Regions from separate parts of the Mus musculus genome. Here region 2 is linked to region 1. Evidence: chromatin contacts called from public Hi-C data. All regions are on one chromosome and are shown on one strand. The core of a region is the stretch at or near the end of the contact, and the rest is flanking DNA. Distances in the headings are between cores, read along the strand shown.

What was found. Hi-C and Micro-C count contacts between places; a contact is called where the count stands out from the background.
Region 2: a contact with region 1 is called in a Hi-C map of Sertoli cells, with 2.9 times the contacts expected there. The contact joins two enhancer-like sites. A contact is called at or near these places in 1 of 15 datasets of contacts at CTCF or cohesin (the NIH/3T3 cell line) and 3 of 484 Hi-C or Micro-C datasets (Sertoli cells, cardiomyocytes and embryonic stem cells).

Annotation. Positions count from the first base shown.
Region 1 is chr8:128,110,820-128,116,913 of GRCm38.p6, forward strand. No RefSeq gene overlaps it. Among named protein-coding and RNA genes, the nearest start is that of Mir21c, 160 kb to the right of the region's middle. Within about 2 kb of position 2,537, at least 49 of the 459 cell types and tissues checked have an H3K27ac peak or open chromatin away from gene starts, as enhancers often do. A contact at or near this core is called in Sertoli cells, where this site is marked.
Region 2 is chr8:128,414,044-128,420,137 of GRCm38.p6, forward strand. Nrp1 (neuropilin 1) reads left to right here. Exons shown (of 17, transcript NM_008737.2): 3 at 4,670-4,851. Among named protein-coding and RNA genes, the nearest start is that of Mir1903, 58 kb to the left of the region's middle. Within about 2 kb of position 3,073, at least 46 of the 459 cell types and tissues checked have an H3K27ac peak or open chromatin away from gene starts, as enhancers often do. A contact at or near this core is called in Sertoli cells, where this site is marked.

The DNA.
Region 1 (6,094 bases), core at 1,287-3,786:
TGGGAGGGGAAGGGAGAGAATCTACCCTTCTGTCTTGTCAAAACCCTGCCATTCCTCTTAGTACTGCTGCTCAGATGGCAGTTAGGATAGCTGATTAACACACACACACACACACACACACACACACAGAGAGAGAGAGAGAGAGAGAGAGAGAGAGAGAGAGAGAGACTTGTTATAAGTTGTAACTGTATGGACACAAAGAAAAATCTGCAGAAATTCATTGTTTGGACACACAATAAAATAATTCCTATTAAAACATACAAAATTAGACATGTTTCAAATGCTCAAGCCATGTGGTATCAAGGCTGGACACATCTAATGCTCAGCTTGAGAACCAGGGTCAGAGGATCTGGGCTTTAGGAAAAGCTCTGTAGCAACTGCAGACATCCTTCTGCTGGTCTTCTACACAAGAGAGAAAATGTGAATAGGAATAGGCAGTTTGTCCTTGGCACCAGGCAGTTCTCAGTTTCAGTTCTGACTTTGGTTCTGTCATATTTAGTGCGTGGCTTTCCTTGGTCAGGTAGTTTCACAGCTTCCACTTTCCATCCCATAGCTTTAACTTTCATTATCTGTAAAACGGAAGCAACATGGATGGGGGAGGGGGTGGAGAGGGGGGGTACAGAGGCAAGGAGAGCTCAATTGGCAAAGTGATTGTCTTGTATGCCTGAAGACTGGAGATTGGTCTTCCAAACCCACGTAAAATGTTGAATGTGGAGTGTACAATTATATTCACAAGACTGGGAATCTGGAAACAGAGGGATCTCTGGGACTCACCCACCAAACAACCTTTCCTTGTTAGCAAGCTCCAGATCCCAGTATGAGATGGTCTCAACAGTAAAGGTAGATGGCATCTAAGGAAAGACATGTGAGTTTGTTTTCTAGCCTTAACACACAGATACACACACATATACAAACACACACAGACACACACAGACAAACACAAACATACACAGATATACACACATACACACACATACACACACAGACACACACAGATGTGCACACATACTTATGCACCAGCACACATGTACACACAAAACAGAGGTAATAAAGCAGGCCTTCTTTGAAATACACCTAGTATGACAAATTCATAAGTGTTCAATAAATGCTATTACTTTAAAATTAATAAATATTGTAAGTAGTTGAATGTAGTGGTACACACCCATAATTCTAGCATTTGTGGAGATGAGAAATGATTATTTTGAGTTCAAGACCATTTTGGATTGCATTCTCTCTCTCTCCATATATATGTATGCATATATATATATATATATATATATACATATATACAGTGTGTCTACATATATAAGTACATCTATTTACATATTAATATATAGCATTATGTGTATAATTATATTAAATAGTTTAATGGCATTTAGAATGCCTTTCTTTCTCAATCTATTCGTAGACCCAGAAGGTTAAAAAAAAACTATAAAAGTTTCTAATGTTGGGAGCCAATGAAGTCCTGAGTAAATAAATGTGTTTTGCTAACATGAGCATGGCCATGTCAAGAACCCAGTGTCTCAGACCCATGGGACTAGTAAGGCCTTCCTTCCCTGGGTCAGGATCAGAGGGAATAACAACGTTTTCCTCTTGTCCCAATTTAGATGTTATGAATGACTGATTTTTATCTAAAACCAGTGAACGCAGAAACTATCAACTACAGCTTTCTCCTCCCAAGTGACTGTAACTTGGAACTGCCCCCCTAAGAGACCTCTTACTGAGATTAGCTACATTTCTCCCCTTCCCTGCTGCATGCAGTAAACCTGCCTTTTAGCTCTGGTAATTGGACTGAGTTTCTGGATTACTGGTACATCCCCATCAGTTGCATGGCACACCCAATCCCAGAGTTTCTCTATATAGGTCCGTGTCTAACCTTCCTTCAGTCCCTTGTAGCCCCAAGCAGGATCAATCCCTAAGCTATGCAGGTCAAGGCATTCTATTTATGGCTACACATTTGTCTTTTACTCATTTCCCTTAAATGATGGGCAGTATCTTTACCCAAATAGCTAAATCAACCGGTTCCCTTCCTGATCTGCCTCCAAGCAAGAACACTCTGCAGGAGGAGGGAAACTGCACATTTCTCAGTGTTGTTTCCCAAATGAGCAGTGTCAGATGCAGAATCCACCTTTCTGATGATGACCTTGCCCAGTGAAAATTAAAGACTCATTCATCTAGAGACAGCCAAATGTAAAACTACACTTGTAAAATAACACCTGCCAAGTTACTGCCCTTCAGCGACTTGGCAAACAGTAAGCGGATGAACTCAGAACACTTAGGGATTCAGGCTTTCAGAAGCCATCATCCAAGGTGGTACATGGATCTTTCTGAAAGGAACTTCCTGCTGGATTTCTTTGCTGTGGTTTCCTTCCCACGCACCTGAAGCTCATGAAAGCAAAGAGTACATCTATCATGCAAAGTGGGACTTGTCTGAAATAACTGGAATGAAACCAAAGTTGAATGCTAGGAATGCTCACCACAGATACTGAGCATGGACCCAGGAGATGACTCATTAATATCTGGCACTGGCTCACAGAGGGTCAGAGACAAATCTCATACTCACAGCCTCTGTGCCAAGTCCTGATTGCAGGGTGTTCACTGACAGCCTTCAGCAGCCTCACCAATCTGACTGGAGCCAAAGGTTCCAGCCAGCAAGGTCAGTATGTCCTTCCCTATGTTGCTTTGTCAAGACTCAGAGTGAAGATGACTGGAAATGCTTAGCTAATTGAAAAAAATTCTTTTTATGAGTGTCTGTGGAGGGGGTGGGTCATGTCTGTGTATGGGTGACCTGTTCTATGTGTTTGTGTGTGTATGTGATTGTCAACTTTGGCTGTTGCCTCTATTTTTCTAGACAAGGCCTAGACATCACCAAGTAAGCTGAGCTGGCTGACCCAGGGATCCTACTGTGTTCACCTACTCAGCATTGGGGTTACAGCTGTGTACCTTATGTCTGTTTTTTGTTTGTTTATTTTTACAAGAGTTCTAGGGGGTTTGAACCCAGGTCCTCATGCTTGTATGGTAAGCACTTTAATGACTAAGTCTGCTCTACAGTCTCACTTAGCTCGTATTTAGTGATCTTCTCCTTAAACTATATATACCTTGTATTTCCTATACGATATATAGGGCCCTGGAAACACAGAGCAGAGGTCTCAATCTCCTATCCATCCTTGAAAACATTCTGATCTTCACCATCTATGGTGCCATCTCTAGCCCCATGTCAACTTGACCCAAGCTGGAGTTATCACAGAGAAAGGAGCCTCCCTTGAGGAAATGCCTCCATGATATCCAGCTGTATAGCATTTTCTCAATTAGTGATCAAGGCAGGGAGGGCCCAGCCCTTTGTGGGTGGTGCCACTCCTGGGCTGGTGGTCCTGGGTTCTATAAGAAAGCAGGCTGAAAACTTTATATGCCCCAGTACAGGGGAACGACAGGGCCAAGAAGTGGGAGTGGGTGGGTAGGGGAGCAGCATGGGGAGAGGGTATAGGGGACTTTTGGGATAGCATTTGAAATGTAAATGAAGAAAATATCTAATAAAAAAATTAAAAAAAAAGATATAAAGCAGGCTGAGCACGCCAGAGGAAGCAAGCCAGTAAGCTGCACCCCTCCACAGCCTCTGTATCAGCTCTTGCCTCCAGGTTCTCACCCTGTGTGAAGTCCTGTCCTGACTTCCTATGGTGATGAACAAACAACAGTGTGGAAGTATAAGCTTAATAAAACCTTTCCTCCCCAACTTGCTTCTTGGTCATGATGTTTTGTGCAGGAATAGAAACCCTGACTAAGACCCCTCATCATAGCCTGACAACTTTGTTGAAAGAAATATGTTCATCTACCTCAAGGCCCAGTGGGTTGGTTTTTTTTCTTTCTTCTTTTTCCCCAATGTATAAACTTCAAATGATAATTGTCTTGGTTTAGTTTTTGTTTTGTTTTGCCTCTGAGATAAGATCTTACTCTGTATCCCTAGCTGGGCTGGAACTCACTATATAGAAGGAAGCAGCCTGAAACTCACAGATAACTGCTTGCCTCTGCCTCAGAGTCCTAGGACTAAAGTCACAGGCCACCACACCCAGCCCCAATGCTGTTTGTTCTTTAAAAGAACAAAAATGACTTCTTTGTCTAGCTGTCAAGATGACAGATAACCTGGTTGTGCCAGGAATGCTTCACATACTCTCTGACAGGGGCTTGATCCTCTAAATGTTCCTTCCAAACTCCCAGGTGCGTAGAACTCTGCCTTAGTAGTTCTTGTCTCTTCTGCCATTGGCAGTGTTGATAGTATTTGAAATCTCTTAAGGAATCTATATAAAGTTCCCGTTTATTCCTAAAGTTGAATTTTTGTTTCTTTTGGTCCCTGGAGTCTCTGAAATCAGGGCACATCCTATGGGCCCTTCCTGGCATCTTTCCCACTTCTAACTTAAGGAAGAGCTTTAGGACACCTTGGTATTGAGAGAATCCATTAAATAAAAGCCAGGAAAGGAGGAAGGAAAGCAATTGCCCTGGTTACCACAAGGGCTCTTGGATTGCTACTTTGTATCCCCTGTCTGTTCCTCTACTTCAAGACTAAGAAAGTTAAAAAGGTCATCTGAAATCACAAAACCTCTCCTGTTAGCAATCCATATTAACCCTTCACATGGTCATTCCACTTTACCTTCAGTTGTTTGGAAGCAAATCTGATTTTAAAAGCCCACTGCCCATCAAGGACAAGTAATAGCAGAGAGATGACAACCCATTATGAAACAGCTGACAAAGTAACTGGGGGAGAGAGCTGGGTCCTTGCTCAGAGTCCTGATCATGAAGCATGTGCCCTGAGCAGCCGATGTGTTTATGTATGAAGAAAAATCCAACTTTTGCCACCCAGGATCACTCCATGGAAAAATCACACCAACCGATCCCACCTCAGGTTAACATCGAGCCCTAGACCAGGGGATGAATCAAATTTTAAAACCTGAACATCTCCCCCAACAAGGGTAAATGTATCTGGGCAGCCTCCATGGAAAGACACGTACCTTCAGAACCTAACAGGTGCCTGTTAGGTGAAAGGGGAAACATATTCATTGCCATGATCAGGAACAGTAAGAAGACATGACATGAATGGACCAGGTCACTTTGCTCATATTGAAGGAGATGCTGCCTAAAAAAAAGGTCATGGGGCTTTTTCTCCTTCTCACTCCATTTTTCTTCCTGTGCTGCACACACACACACACACACACACACACACAATTTAACACACACAGAGGAAAGAGTGCAACTATCTCTAATTGTCCGAAAATGGCATAGTGTTTGTACTCCCCAGTGCCTCTTGGCCCAGGTGGAAATTGCTTTTCTGATTAGTATGTTCATGGTCTATTCTGTGGGTTGGACTTGTTTTTCTGATCATACCGAGATGAGCACTATTCAGGCTGCTGGATGCTGAAATGACAGAAGTCATCTTTTTACACAATTGCTCTGACCCAGCACAGGCTGGGGCAGTGGAGGAGAAGTAATAAGAGAGACAAGACCTAGAAGTCAAGAGGGGCACTGCTTCCCATTTTGAGGGTACTGCTTCCCATCTTGGGGTACTGCCTCCAGTCTTGGGGGTTCAGCTTCAGCAGCACTCTGGGAGCTGTACTGCTTTTGCTGCAGAATAATGTGGTCCCCACAATGCCTGTGCTGCCCACCTTGTCCCGTGAAGTACAGCCTAGCCCCAGAGGCACACATTGCACCCATGGGTCTGGGGTAAGCTCATCCTAAGGGTACTGTGGGTAATCTCAGCACTCTCTTGCCCAGGTATTTGCTATAAAATAAATGTTGTGGGGGGGGGGATGAGGTCCATTAAAAAGCATGGAACCCTCACTGTGACCATTCACTGACAGGATGTAGAATCATCTAGGAGACACACCTCTGGGTGTGTCTGTAAGGAGCTTTCTAGACCAGGTTAATTGGAGCAGGAAAGTCACCCCTAACCATAAGTGGCATCACTCTGAAGACTGAGTCCCAGACTGAATGGGGCAAGAAAAAAAGTGAACTGAGCCCCTGCATCTCCCTCTGCTTCCTGACCAGGTGTGAGCACCACATGACCAGCTGCCTTCCATACATACTTCACTAAACTCCCAAACTTAGC
Region 2 (6,094 bases), core at 1,823-4,322, 300 kb after region 1:
ATGCCCCCTAGAGGATTGGCTTTCCTTCAAATAGTGGCTCCTCCACAGCACCAGGGATCATCTGTAGTCTCCTGAAATAACCTAGGGTAAGTGTGGCTTGTTCCTCATGCATTCATTCTATATACCTCTGAAGTGCCGGGAGCCATTCTTCAGTGACTCAATTTGCTCATTACTCAGGTGCTTTCTGCTCTAGTTGGTCATGTTTCTAAAACCATAAACTAAGCCTTCCAGAAGGAAAAGAGAAATTATCCCTTGGCCATTCCTTTTTTATTTTTATTTATTTATTTTGAGACAGGGTTTCTCTATATAGTAGTCCTGGCTGTCCCGGAACTGGTTCTGTAGACCAATCCGGCCTGGAACTCATAGAGATCCATCAAGCCTCTTCCTCCCAAATGCTGGGATTAAAACCATGCACCACTATGGCCTGCATACCATCGCCATTCTTGCAGGAATTTTTAGAAGGAAATCTTTATTCTTTTTTTCATGGATGAATAGGATTAGAGATATTTCACCAGGTAGAGTAAGGTTGGGGGGTTAATGCAGACAAAGGACTATGACTTGTAAAGGGCTTAGATTCTAAGGCCAAGAACAGTCAAGGAAAGATCTGTCAGCTGTCACCCTGGAACTCAGCACCTGTGGGACTGTACTGGCTGGTTTTTGTGTCAACTTGACACAAGCTGGAGTTATCACACAGAAAGAAGCTTCAGGTGAGGAAATGCCTCCATGAGATCCAGCTGTAAGGCATTTTCTCAATTAGTGCTCAAGAGGAGAGGGCTCAGCCCATTGTGGGTGGTGCCACCCCTGGACTGGTGGTCCTGGATTCTATAAGAAAGCAAGCTGAGCAAACCAGGGGAAGCAGGCCAGTAAGTAACATCCCTCCATGGCCTCTGCATCAGCTCCTGCTTCCTGACCTGCTTGAGTTCAAGTCCTGACTTCCTTTGGTGATCAACAGCAGTGTGGAAAGTGTAAGCTGAATAAACCCTTTCCTTCCCAACTTGCTTCTTAGTCATGATGTTTTGTGCAGGAATAGAAACCCTGACTAAGACAGGGACTATCTCTTTTAATTGCAGAAGACTACATGGATCTTTGTGTTGCTTTTCAAGGAAATACATATCTGGTCAGCCACTTTAGTCACACAGGGAAGACTTTGAAGGTAGAGGATTCCAATAGAGGGAGAATGTCCACCCAAAAGGGTTGATTGCCTTATGAATAATATTTTTTTAAAAAAATCCACTGTAAACTTACACTCCCTAGGCTGGACATGGTGTCTCACACGTGTAAATCTAACATTTAAAACATGGGAAGATTAAGAGCAAACAGTGAATTCAAGGCTAGTGATTCAGAATCTCAAGACAAAGTTTACATTTTTTTTTCCATAAGCAAGGGGCCACATCACTTAGACACGACACTGTGAACAGGGACAGAAGGGCCCTGCTTCCTGAATCCCCAGGTGGAAGGATGACCCCTTCCCTAGTCATCTGGAACATCCATTTTCCAGAGCAGGATAAGTTGATTTGGGGGAGCTTTATCTGTGGCTTCATGATTTAGATTCCTCTTGTAAGTTTTCAAGGCTCCACCTAGCTGCTGGAGCCAAACAGGTCTGTCTGTCTGTCTGTCGTCTCTGTCTGTCTGTCTGTCTTTCTCCCCTCTCTCTGTCTCCCCTCTCTCATTCTGCAGGGCCATGTGTCTCAGCTCAGGATCCTCACAATCCAATCAAGTAAGGGTGGTTGCCTCACTGGCAGTAGCAGCAGAGCAATGCACAGCCTTTTGGGGGGTGGGGAGGGGTGGTAGTGGGAGGGAGTGTCAAAATTTGCAAACTTGAGATCCTGGGCACAAGGCCAGTGAAGCCTGGGTAAGTTGCCTTGGTATTCTGGGGAAGGAAACTAGCCCACCAGCTTCATTCTGTGCATGGTGTCTGACAGGGAAAACGGTGGGGAGCAGGGCTGGTGTCAATTCCAGAGGGAGATTCAAGCTGCCTCCTTTTCGCTTCTTTGGTGATGTTACTCTTACAACTTGGGCAGGATCCACTCTCCTGAATGAGTGCATGTGTGCAAGAACCTCATTTCTTATATTGCTTGGACCTGATTGGGTAGTACTTGGAAGGGAGTGCTAAAATGCTAGCAGCCTTCTAGCATCCAAATGTGACTATAGTATCCCTGAATAACTCAATTTCCTAAACTTGGCACTGGCTATGGCTTATCTCTTGCTAGGGAGGGATTCTAATTCACACCCCTCATACTTTTAAAAATAGCTTTTACGGTTGCCAAGGGGAGGGCCTGGTATTTACTACCAGAGAATGTATGAATTAAAATACTAACTTTCTCCCCTCTTGCAATACCCTGCCAATAGTTAGCTGAGCACTCTGATACCTGGGAGAAAGCCCTCCCCACAGAAATGCCCTTCCTTCTTCACAGTGCCTGCTCCACCTCACTTATTTGTGCCTGGAAGGCAGCATGCACCAGGATTTAGTTGCTTAGTATTCATACCGTGTCAAGATTGGAGTGAAAGCTTATATTGCAAAGCTGGGTGTTCAGTGGCCAGACCAAACACAGCAAGCAGTTCAAATCACAGTTAGATTATAAGAAAGCACAGGGCAGAGCCTGCAGGCTCTTCTTGTCAGTGGAGCAGTACATGAAAGGAATCACTCCATAAAGATTGGTTGGAGAGGCTGTGGTGGGTCCAGGCTTGTTCTTCCAAGGCTGCTGTTACCTCTGCAAGTTGGCTAGGGTTTTAAATATATTTTTCTCCTCATCCTCCCTCTCTCTTACCTCCCCCTCCTGTTTTGTCTTTTAAATATAAAACATCTCTGCCAGGATGGAGAAAGGAGTAGGTCCTCAATGTATTTCCTCATTTCACAAAGGGACAGTAATATTAGAGGTGTTAGCTGGCCCCATGATTACTACTGAAATAACAGACTCAACAAAGGAAATGGTGTTTGGACAATAATTCACATATGTTAATGCTTAGCTCCATCAATGCCAGCTTTATTTTCTCCTTGAGATACACAAAGCTGGCAGACAGTTTTAACTGATGAGGTAATGTCATCTTTAATTTAGAGAGCCTTGAGCTGTCCACTCTAACCAGTGATATCATCCTGGTGATTGTCTCCCAGGGTTTTCCGTAGACATAAGTCATGGGTCCTGGCAGTTTAAAGGGTTTGTTAGCGACTGCACAGTCATCATGAAAATTTCCTTCACTTGATTTCTTTTAAATTGCCAAATACAGTTTATGTGACTGCCATATTTTAGCCAGGGGCCTGAAATGAATATAGCCCAGGATTTTAAAAGCAAGTTGAGGTTTGAAATAAATGGGTTGCAACTGTTTTTGTGTGAGTTCTAGGAGAAAAATGAAGACAAATCAATCAGGTTTATCCTGGTGGTGGCTTAGTAAGAATGGAAGGGCTAGGAAGATGGCTCATTGGGCACAGTGCTCAATGCACAAACATGAAGATCAGAGTTTAAACCCCCAGCAACCACATACAAAGCCAGGTGTGGCAATATGCAGCTGTAACCACATGCACTGGGAGGTGAAGATGGGGGCCTTGGAGCTCAGTCACTACCCAGCTGGTCCAGCCTAATCAGTGAACTCCAGGTTCAGTAGGAGAGCCTGTTTCAAAAAATAAAGTGGATTGCTCTGAAAGAAAGATATCCAGTGTTGACCTCTGACCCAAACACACACACACACACACACACACACACACACACACACACACACACACACACACACATTTTAATAAATGGAAGAAAGGAAGACAAAAAAAAAGGACTAAAAAATAAAACCAATGGAAATTTTGCTCTACTCAGGGACACCTGTGTTTCCTGCTGGTCGTTTTCTGCCTTTTTAAGATCCTTGAGCTCTGAGCACATATTGACCCAGTCTGATCTTTTTACCATTAGTCCTGTCAGCATAATGATCAAGCCTGGGTTTTCCTTGATGACTTCACAATTGTGGAGTTTCTTTTTCCAACAATATCCCTTTAAAGATTCTGACTAGTGAGTATAAACAAAGTTACTTTCCAGTTTTACATACCCTCCCCCCCTTTTCAGTTTAAATCATGCTTTGTGACACTCGTGTAGGCCAGGGAGGTATTCTGTCTCAACCACTGAATGTGGCTAAAGAGAGAGTCCTTTCTCAGAAGACTTGAGTTGGGCAGAATGGCGTTAAATAGTGAAGAATCTGTTTATTATTCTGTGGCCATATGTTTAGAAGGTCTCTCACAGAAATCAAAGTATTGTTCATGGGGCACTCTAGCCAAGGGGACATTCTGAATTCATAAGAGAAGCTCTCGGTTTGAAAAGAATGTCCCACATTATGCACAGGACACCCCTACCACAGACAAAGCAACACTACTTAATAATAGAGAATTGTGCTTCAGAGATTTTGCTTTTTCTTGTTAATTGGTTACTTTAACTGACATTGTCTGCAAGTATAATGGACACCATTATTCTCAATGGTTCTGTGTTGTTGATAATGTGCACAGGCAGTGCAGTCCATTTTAATTATTGCATTTCACTGTTTCGTCCCCGTGAACTGAGCAGTGGTAAATGCAGATGGTGCATTCCCCCACCCCGCCCCCTGACAGATCATACCAGCTGTTACATTTCTCAAAATGTGAAATTGAAAGGGCCTTCCTCTCTGCCTCACATCACCTCCTTTTCTCTTTTGCAAGGTATGACTACGTGGAAGTAATCGATGGGGAGAATGAAGGCGGCCGCCTGTGGGGGAAGTTCTGTGGGAAGATTGCACCTTCTCCTGTGGTGTCTTCAGGGCCCTTTCTCTTCATCAAATTTGTCTCTGACTATGAGACACATGGGGCAGGGTTTTCCATCCGCTATGAAATCTTCAAGAGAGGTAAGTAACTCACATAAGAACAAGAATGACTAAATGATTTTTTAGTGTTGTTTGAATTCCCAAGGGATCATGTGAAAAGAAAGATGAAGGTCATGGCTCCATCCTTCCATAAAGAATTTGTTTTTTCCCTTATAGAAATGTTGGAAAATGTTTTGAATGAGGTAAATATATCCATGGTGTGGCAGAAGTGTGTTTGAAATGGATCAAAGCTACTCAAAAATAATATTTTTTAAAAGATACCACCCTGAAATGTGTTGATTAAAGAGAGAATGCATTACATTGAATTCTCTGAAAGCCATTGATTCTTATTTTTTTTTTTATTTTTTAGAAATAGGCTAAAATACTGCTGGGGTTTATTCCCTCTCCTCCCTCTTCTTCTCCCTCTGCCTCTCTATCTCCCTCCATCCCCTTCCAAGCTCTCTAACCCAAGCTGGTCTCTAATTTGCTATTAGCCAAGGGTGGCCTTGAACTCCTGATGGTCCTGCTTCCAACTGCTGGGTAAAAGGATCACAGCTGTGTGGCCCAAACACAGGTTATACCTTGCTGGGGATGGAGGCCCAGGCTTCATACAGGCCAGGCTTCATACAGGCCAGGCAAGCCCTCTACCAACTGAACCACATCTCCAGTCATGAAGTTTGATTCTTTTGTGTCAGTTAGGTCAATTAGTCTCTTTTACCTTAAATCTATGGTTAATACTTTCCTTTTATTTGTCTGACAGTTCATAGGCTTCCAATTTTGAGGGGCTATGGTCATGCCTTGATATAAACAGAATGCTTACCATCTTATTACCACTCTCAAAGATCTCTCTCTCTCTCTCTCTCTCTCTCTCTCTCTCTCTCTCTCACACACACACACACACAATTACTAGATGACTTCGGTAAAAGTCCCTCACCTTCTAATAAGACCAAGCTGGGAACATTCCAGATCCAATCTGAAAGAGGGTAACGCATAGCACTGTGAAATATCTGGAGACCACTGCAGATTCCTCTTGTATTAAAATTTGTTGCTGCTACTTAAATTTTTAAGTTCTCCAGTATTTCTCAACAATCCACAAACAGTGGTTTAAGTCTGTAACATGTTGTGAAATGTAGGAGAAAGTGCCTGTTTAAGTAGGATGGGGAAAAAAATCTAGTTACAACTGTGTTAAAAACCTAAGGTTTTCCAGGTCAGCAATGGAACCAGAGCCCAGGAAGAACCACTGGGAGTTTGGAAAACATTAATATGACTTCTTTACATTTCAAAG